Linked DNA regions of Mus musculus: region 2 is linked to region 1. The links are chromatin contacts, called in public capture Hi-C maps. All regions are on one chromosome and are shown on one strand. Each heading gives the region's core, a stretch centred on a gene start, on an enhancer-like site or on the middle of the called end of the contact. The rest is flanking DNA. Distances are from core to core; before and after follow the strand shown.

Region 1 (3,556 bases), core at 726-3,225:
ACTAGGGAGGACAGGAGGAGGGAAGCAAAGGGTCGAAGTGGTCACACTATGATGGAATTTATTATACAGGGTTCTGGAAGCAATGTTCTTGCCCAGAAACCATAGTTAACCTTTTGGGCCCCATTTCCCCACTAGCTTTGTCAAGGTATGACTAACAAAGGACAATTTCATGCATTCGGGCGAATGCTGTTGTGTACCTTGTGTAATTATCACCATAAAGAAATCCCTTCACCTTATCAGGTTATTAGGGATTCAATTACCAGATCTAGCTGGTGGTGTGGGGGTGCTAACATTTAATATTTACTCTCTTAAATTTTGAATTTGTAGTGACTGTATTCTCTATGAAGTTATTTATCCTGCCTAACTGAAACTCTACCCTTTGGCCAACATAGCCCCATGCTCTTCCTCGGCAGTCTTCACTGAGCACCGTTCTCCTGTCTGCTTCTGAGGTTGTGGGACTAAAAGGTGAACTTTTGATTGTTTACTTAAATTATTTAACAGTCTATATAGAAACAAGGTCATGAAACATTTGACTGGATTATTTTATGACGCATAATGTTCCCCAGTTTCATCTCAGTTGTTGAAAATGTCAAAAAGAATTTTTTTTCAAGTTGACTAACATTGCATCATCCCAAAATAGCACATTTCCTTAATCCATTCCATCTGCTGAGGGATCCTTGGATTGGCTCCATATCTTGGCTTATGTGGATAGTTCTGTAGTGAACAGGGATTAGGATGCAGATATCTTTTCAACATACTGATTTCAATTTCCTTGAGGAGCTAGCAGTAAGCAAGATTTCTGGTCGTATGGTAGTTCGGTTACGAGTTCCAGGAGGAACACAGTATGGTCTTCCATAATGGATATTCTAATTTACATTTCTCTCAACGCCACACAAAGACTCCCCTTTCTCCATGTCTTCATTAACACCCATCTAGTGTTCAGATCCTAGATGGCTTAGCAGGCAGGGGTAACCCCTCAGTGTGGTTTTGATCTTCATTTCCTTGATGATTAATGACATGGAGCAGGCTTCATGCATTCGCTAATTTGTTTCTCCTCCTTGGAAGAATGAGAGTCTTTTGTCATTTTAAAAACCAGGCTGTTTGTTTATCACATTACTGAGTTGGGTGAATTTCTGAAATATTTTGGCTTTGAATTTTTTGTCACATACATGGTATATAGGGAATTTTTTCTAGTCCATAGATTGTCTCTTCTGATTTCTAAGCTTTATCATGCAGATTCTTAGATCACTTCAAGCCGTTGGCAGAAACAGCCTATTCTTGTAGCAAAGTGGAGCACTTTTCACAAGTTTGTATTGCAGAGAGGGATTCTAATTAAAAAAAAAAAAAAACCCTCTGTGGCTGCATGTGGACTTTTTAGGATAAAATAGGTTCCTGGAGGACTTAGCTACATCTGTGTTGACCTTGGTAATTGAATCCTTGCTGCTGAGTAATACCCAATGCCCCACGGTGTTGCACTAATTCAGGATCTGCTCAATTAAAAGGACTTTCTTTAATTCCCCGAATAAGCACTTGCAGAATCATGGAGGAGAAACCTAGAAAGTGATGAGATTGATGTGTGGCTGACCCCTCAAAATCCAGCAAAAACATTCAAGTCACCTGCTCTCTGCACTCTTTTACTTTTTTCAGACTGAGGAAGAACAAGGTGTCCAGAAATCTGAGAGACTTTTCCAAAGACCTCTGAAGCTGTGATCGCTAAGGAAGGGGGATGCGTTATTAAAAAACCACAACCGAAGCAATGATTTTTTTTTCCCCTATTCAGAAACAGTACTGAGTTTGCCAGCAGCTAGGCGGGACAGCTTTTTAGGCAAGGCCAGGACTCTCTAAGAACAATCTTTGTTTCTAAACAGAAAGGATTTTGTCTTCTCGAGGCAGGAAACCCAATGCAGAGCTTATGCAGAGATATATTTTCCACCATGTGGCCTGGACAATAAACACGGGTCTTTTGATCTGTGTAGCAATACTGGTGGAGCTGGAGTTCTGAGAGCAGAGAAATGGGAAACAAATCTGCCAGAGGTGAGTCTGTGCCCTGGGGTTCTTTTGCATGGCTAAAGTTCACCAAGGAAAGCCAGGGAGATTTCAAATAAACATGTCTAAAGGGGTCGTAAAAATCTCAACCAGCCTGATAGCTTAAATCCCTAATGTCAAAACACAGAAACGCATGGCCAGCGTCACATGAAACTTCTTTGCCCTCAGGTTTATAAATTAAATCTGCTTCAGACTCCTATTTTTTACAAGGATACGGGTCTAAGTGCCCCTCCTCCCCGCCAGCATCTTCTTCCTGCTCAGAATAACAGCTGATTTATCTTCCTCTTAATGCAGGGGGAGTCATTTTGTGACAAAACAACAAAAGAGAGATACTAACGGCGAATCATTTCTAATTTTCATTAGGTCATAGCTATGTGCCGTTGTCACAATACCCGCCATGGCCTTTCAACCCGCTGCTTTAAAAATCTTATCCTAAAAAAATCTCTACAATCCATTATTGTACGCGCTGCCTTCATTTTCACATCAAAATGCCACGGGGAACAGGGCCGGCTTGAGCTGTGTTGAAACAGAACACGTTATTAGGAAACGTGAGTGGGCTGAAGTGGGGCTCCCCGTGGAGCTGGCTTGGCAGAGTTCGAGTGCCCGGCTCAACCTAATATTAGAATTGAGTCATCAGTTTACCCACACAGCAGGGCCTGCACTTTGTACGGCTCCTTCTGAGCACCTCCGCTCCTGACCAAAGCGTCCAGTTTAGGGTCTATAATTAATAACGGAGCGAAAGGAATCCCTCATTTATTTTGAGAAGCGTTTCATTATTCATAAATTCCTCAGTTACTGTTTGATAAATAATAAGACACAAATAAACTCTACCCTATAGAAAGGTGGGTTGTGTGTTCAGTGTGATTTATCTCCAGGAGTGGCCAGAGGCATTCAGGGGAAAAAAAAAAGTAAGCTTGCTCTTTTTCATCCAATAAGAGAAATGTGACTGTCAGAACTTTCATGGGCTACTGCCCCTGCGTTAAAAGGTTGTTTCAAAGATAAAATTCAGTAACTGTTGTGCATCCATATAGAGTACGTTTGACTCATTGTGACCTTTTAATGGTGCAGATTTTATTAAACATCAGGGTCAAAATACGCTAAAGATTCCTTCCTTGCTTTAAGCACTAACAGACAAGTGCAATTTATTTTTATTTTAGTTCACACACTAAATCTAAGAGATACAGGCACCATTTTAAAAGGAAACTCAAAACCAGTAAATAAGATTTTCATTACAGCTTCAGAATGCCCTGGGGATACAACATCAAACAGTCGGGTCCATACTAGAGCACTCTTCTCAAGAGGATATAGCTCCTTATTTAATAATGGGGGTGAGGGTGAGAGAGGGGGCGGTTCAGCAGTTAAAAGCATGCGCTGACTATTCTTGCAGAGGAACTGAGTTCAGCTCCAGGAACACCGAACAGCTTCCAGCCACCTATAACTCCAGCTGCAGGAATCCACAGACTCTGGCCTCTTCTGTCACCTGTGCTCACTGGTGCACACTTACTCGCAT
Region 2 (3,556 bases), core at 525-3,024, 610 kb after region 1:
ATTCATGCAGATGCATACTCTGTCCTTACCAACTGGTGGCAAGTAGTGACCCCATCACTACTCAGTGGGTCCTGGAAAGGGCGCTTCCATGTTTGTTTGTTTGTTTTTTTTTTTTTTTCTATTTGGCTTCCGAATGGAATGGGAGGCATTCTCTTTTGTGGAACCTCTTTGTGAAAGAGTCTGAAAATGGGGATTTCATTCTGTAGGCTCTCCTGAGGGGTCTTTATTCCTCGGGGTGTCTCCCAGCACAGGAGGGCTCCTCACTGATTTCTCTACTTCAAAGGTGCATCAATAATAATCCTCCTTATTATAGATTCCGACCTGGCCTGCTGCTATGATGATTAATTGGGAGGCATTGTCAAGTTTTGTTTTTCATTTTATTTTTTATTCGGTTATATTGTATGGTGTGGAATTATTTTTCTCTTCTGCTGGGGGAGTGGGAAGAGGCATAGTGAAAATATTTAGAGAAGTAATCATTTGCTTTAAAAATGGAAATCGGGCTTCTGTGTTGTGAGGAATGTATGTACATAACACTGAAACTTAACACTGGTAAATGATCTGCCTACCTCAAAGTGAAGCTGCTGCCTTCCTACAGTGGCCTTTAACCCTGCCCTTTCCTCCAATCTGAGAAGAGCTGATGTTGATGGAACATATAATGGCCCCTTTCCTGTGTAGTAAAGTCAGCAATAAAGCTTAGTAATTAAGGGTACCAGGGAGGCCCAGCCCAGCAGGCTAGCGGTGTGGCGAACACTTTCAGAACTTCAAACAATATCAAAGTCACTGAGAAATGGGCCTAGCTCAGTTCTGGTTTGAATTAAGCCTCACTTCCACACGCACTTTTCAAATCCAAGCTCAAACAAGAAAGCCAAGGCCTTCTGGATTTCATTAGAGCCAATTATCTTATCTGTTTCATCTCAGGCCTGACCCTAAGGCTGGCAAACAGCTATTCAGTGCATTTGTGTGGTTGTTTGAGAAAGCCTCCAGTCAGCCAATGGCCCGAGGACCTGCTAATTAAAACACCGTTGCCCCCCTGCCTCTAGTGATTAAATATTTTCAAGCTTTTGTAAATAATTTTTCCATTCTTTGCCCCAAGCCTCAAAGGTCCAATACATGCAGTAATTTATTTAGTTTGTCAGAGAATACTGTTGGAAATAGGGTCATAATGGGACCTTTGGAAACTTTTATACGTCTTCATACTTCTGAAAGTGACAGTTTATAAACCAGCCCAATGTGTATACTGTTTCTGATGTAATTATGTCCTAATGGCCTTTCTCCTTTTGAAGTAATATAGTGTATAACAGGCTTACATTTTGTCAATAATCATATTTCCTCAAATGTCTACTTGATATCTAGAGTCAGAATTTAATGAGATCATTTAGGGCCTAGAAATTGTATCAAGGTACTTCGGCTTTTCATTTTTTGCTGGAGGCTGGGTCACAGCCCTAGATTAGCTCTGGAAGAAGACAGCTAAACAATGAAAAGGCCTCTTACTTGCTGTCTGTGAGGACCTGGTGGCAAACACTGAACTTTCTCCAGAGTCAAATCCTAACAAATTCGCAAGCGACCAATGTGCCGGTGAAGCTATAAGAGAAGGGCTATTCAGAGAGAAGAACCTCAAGCATTAGAATCACTGAATTCAAAATACTCCTGGGCCTAATGTGTGCTGGGAAAAAAAATCTGAGATGAAGTTTCCTGGCAAACAGACTATGAAGAATCCGAAGACAATAAGGCCTATCTCTCCCACTCAGATATACACTGAAACACAAAAGGGCCTGGTAAACACTCCGAGAAACTCACATACTTCATTGCCTCCCATGATCCCAGGGCCACGTGCAGAGAAGTGTATGTGACTGGAAACAAAATCCCCTACAACAGAGGCAGACAGAGCAGATGACCACAGACAGACACCGTTCTCGTCTCCTGGCTGGGGCACAGCCATCCTCAAGTATGGCTCTTACAGCCAATCCAGTCACCTTTTATTAGAGGAAAATAAAAAAAGGAGAATTTTGTTTGTTGTTGTTGTTGCTCTTTTTGAAGTATTACAAGAAGAAATTTCAGCTCATTAGCTGCATCCAGTGTGCATTAAACACACCCATGAAAAGGAACTATTCCGCTGAACAGCTCTGCCTCTGTTGTTCTTAAAGTGACACTTTGGTCCTACTCTAAATAATGGGCTTTTAATAAAAACATTCACCAAAGGCAAACAATTAAACAATACATAAAGCACCAGGGGGCAGCCTTGTGGTTCAGTTACAGTTAGAAGTCCTTCCCAAGGAGAGCATGCAGACATTTTATAAGACAATACACTTCACCAAAGATTACGAGAGAAGAAAATTTCAGGTTGCATCTCGTGAGCCCTTCTTGATCCAGGATTTTGTGTTTGCCCTTGACCATAGCATGAAGCCTTTCCTACCTTGTAGCTTCCCAAGCCTATTGACCCTATTGGGTCTTACATGCTCTTCTACAACAAAGACAAGATATTGAAAGCGGTACTGCAAATTAAGGAGCAATGGCTTATCATATAATTGTTTAATTTTACATTTTCAAAAAAACAAAAAAAAACCCTCAACAGAATGGAATATATTCGCATACCTTGGGCAGAGTTTAGTTCTCTGTAGAAATTAATGTGCTGCATAAAGAGGTTGATACGACTCACCCTCATCTTTTCCACCTGCTGGGTCACCGAGCGTAATTATATTTGCTGGAGAGATGTTATATTTCTGAAATGATATTTTTACTGTAGAATTTCTGAACACCCAAAAGGTTAAAGTGACAGAAATGTGTCTGGGGTAGGGACTGGCAAGCATTAAGTCAGACTGGAGCAGCAGAGCATCTAAAAGACAGTGTCTAAAACTGGAGGTACAGAGGAGAGAACATATTTCAACTTACACTCATCTTATTCCATATCAGGTTTTGAACAAGCCACATTTTAATTTTTTTGCGTTTGGCTCCTGTTTCATTAAAAGTGTTCATTTGTTTCTCAAATTCAGTCTACATCGGTAACTTCAATACTGCTATTATTTCATGAATGTGTGACCCAGCCAAAAATTCACATCCTAAGGAATCCAACATTTTGATTTTAAGTGCAATAAGGCATATCCCTTTATCACAGAAGATAATATATGAATGTGTTTTAAAAGTAAAATGTCCTCAATTTGAGATGTGGATAGATTTAAAATTCTGCTGAGCTTCAAGACAGACTCAATCATTAATCTCTCTTCATGGTTCCTGTATTATGAAATATGAGCCACTATGGTAGGAATGCTTTTTACCATCTTCCTCTTGCAGTTCATACACACACTGTCTTCCATGTGGCTTTCCATCAATCTGTTCCTCTGAATGCGTTTAGACAACCAGCACCCACTTCTGCTGTGCCCACAAGAAAGATGGGCAGATTTCTACCAGATACAAGGCTAAGCTTTTGCCTTCCCGAGGGGTGCCAGAGGAGTTTAAATGCCTACGTAAATGAGAACAGATGTTGATTTGCAAGTTTCATCCATAACATCAAATCATGGGGATAAAAGTTGGAAAACTGAGTCCACCATCCAGGTGTTTG

Evidence for each region. Capture Hi-C pulls out chosen DNA fragments and counts their contacts.
Region 2: a capture Hi-C map of embryonic tail shows a contact between it and region 1, with 4 times the contacts expected there. The contact joins two enhancer-like sites. A contact is called at or near these places in 2 of 484 Hi-C or Micro-C datasets (the N1E-115 cell line and cranial neural crest) and 1 of 9 other capture datasets (embryonic tail).

The regions. Positions count from the first base shown.
Region 1 is chr12:33,590,541-33,594,096 of GRCm38.p6, forward strand. No RefSeq gene overlaps it. Among named protein-coding and RNA genes, the nearest start is that of Gm23529, 140 kb to the left of the region's middle. Within about 2 kb of position 1,976, at least 24 of the 459 cell types and tissues checked have an H3K27ac peak or open chromatin away from gene starts, as enhancers often do. A contact at or near this core is called in the N1E-115 cell line, where this site is marked.
Region 2 is chr12:34,199,442-34,202,997 of GRCm38.p6, forward strand. The region is part of intron 23 of Hdac9 (histone deacetylase 9); the gene reads right to left. Among named protein-coding and RNA genes, the nearest start is that of Gm51984, 14 kb to the right of the region's middle. Within about 2 kb of position 1,775, at least 29 of the 459 cell types and tissues checked have an H3K27ac peak or open chromatin away from gene starts, as enhancers often do. A contact at or near this core is called in the N1E-115 cell line, where this site is marked.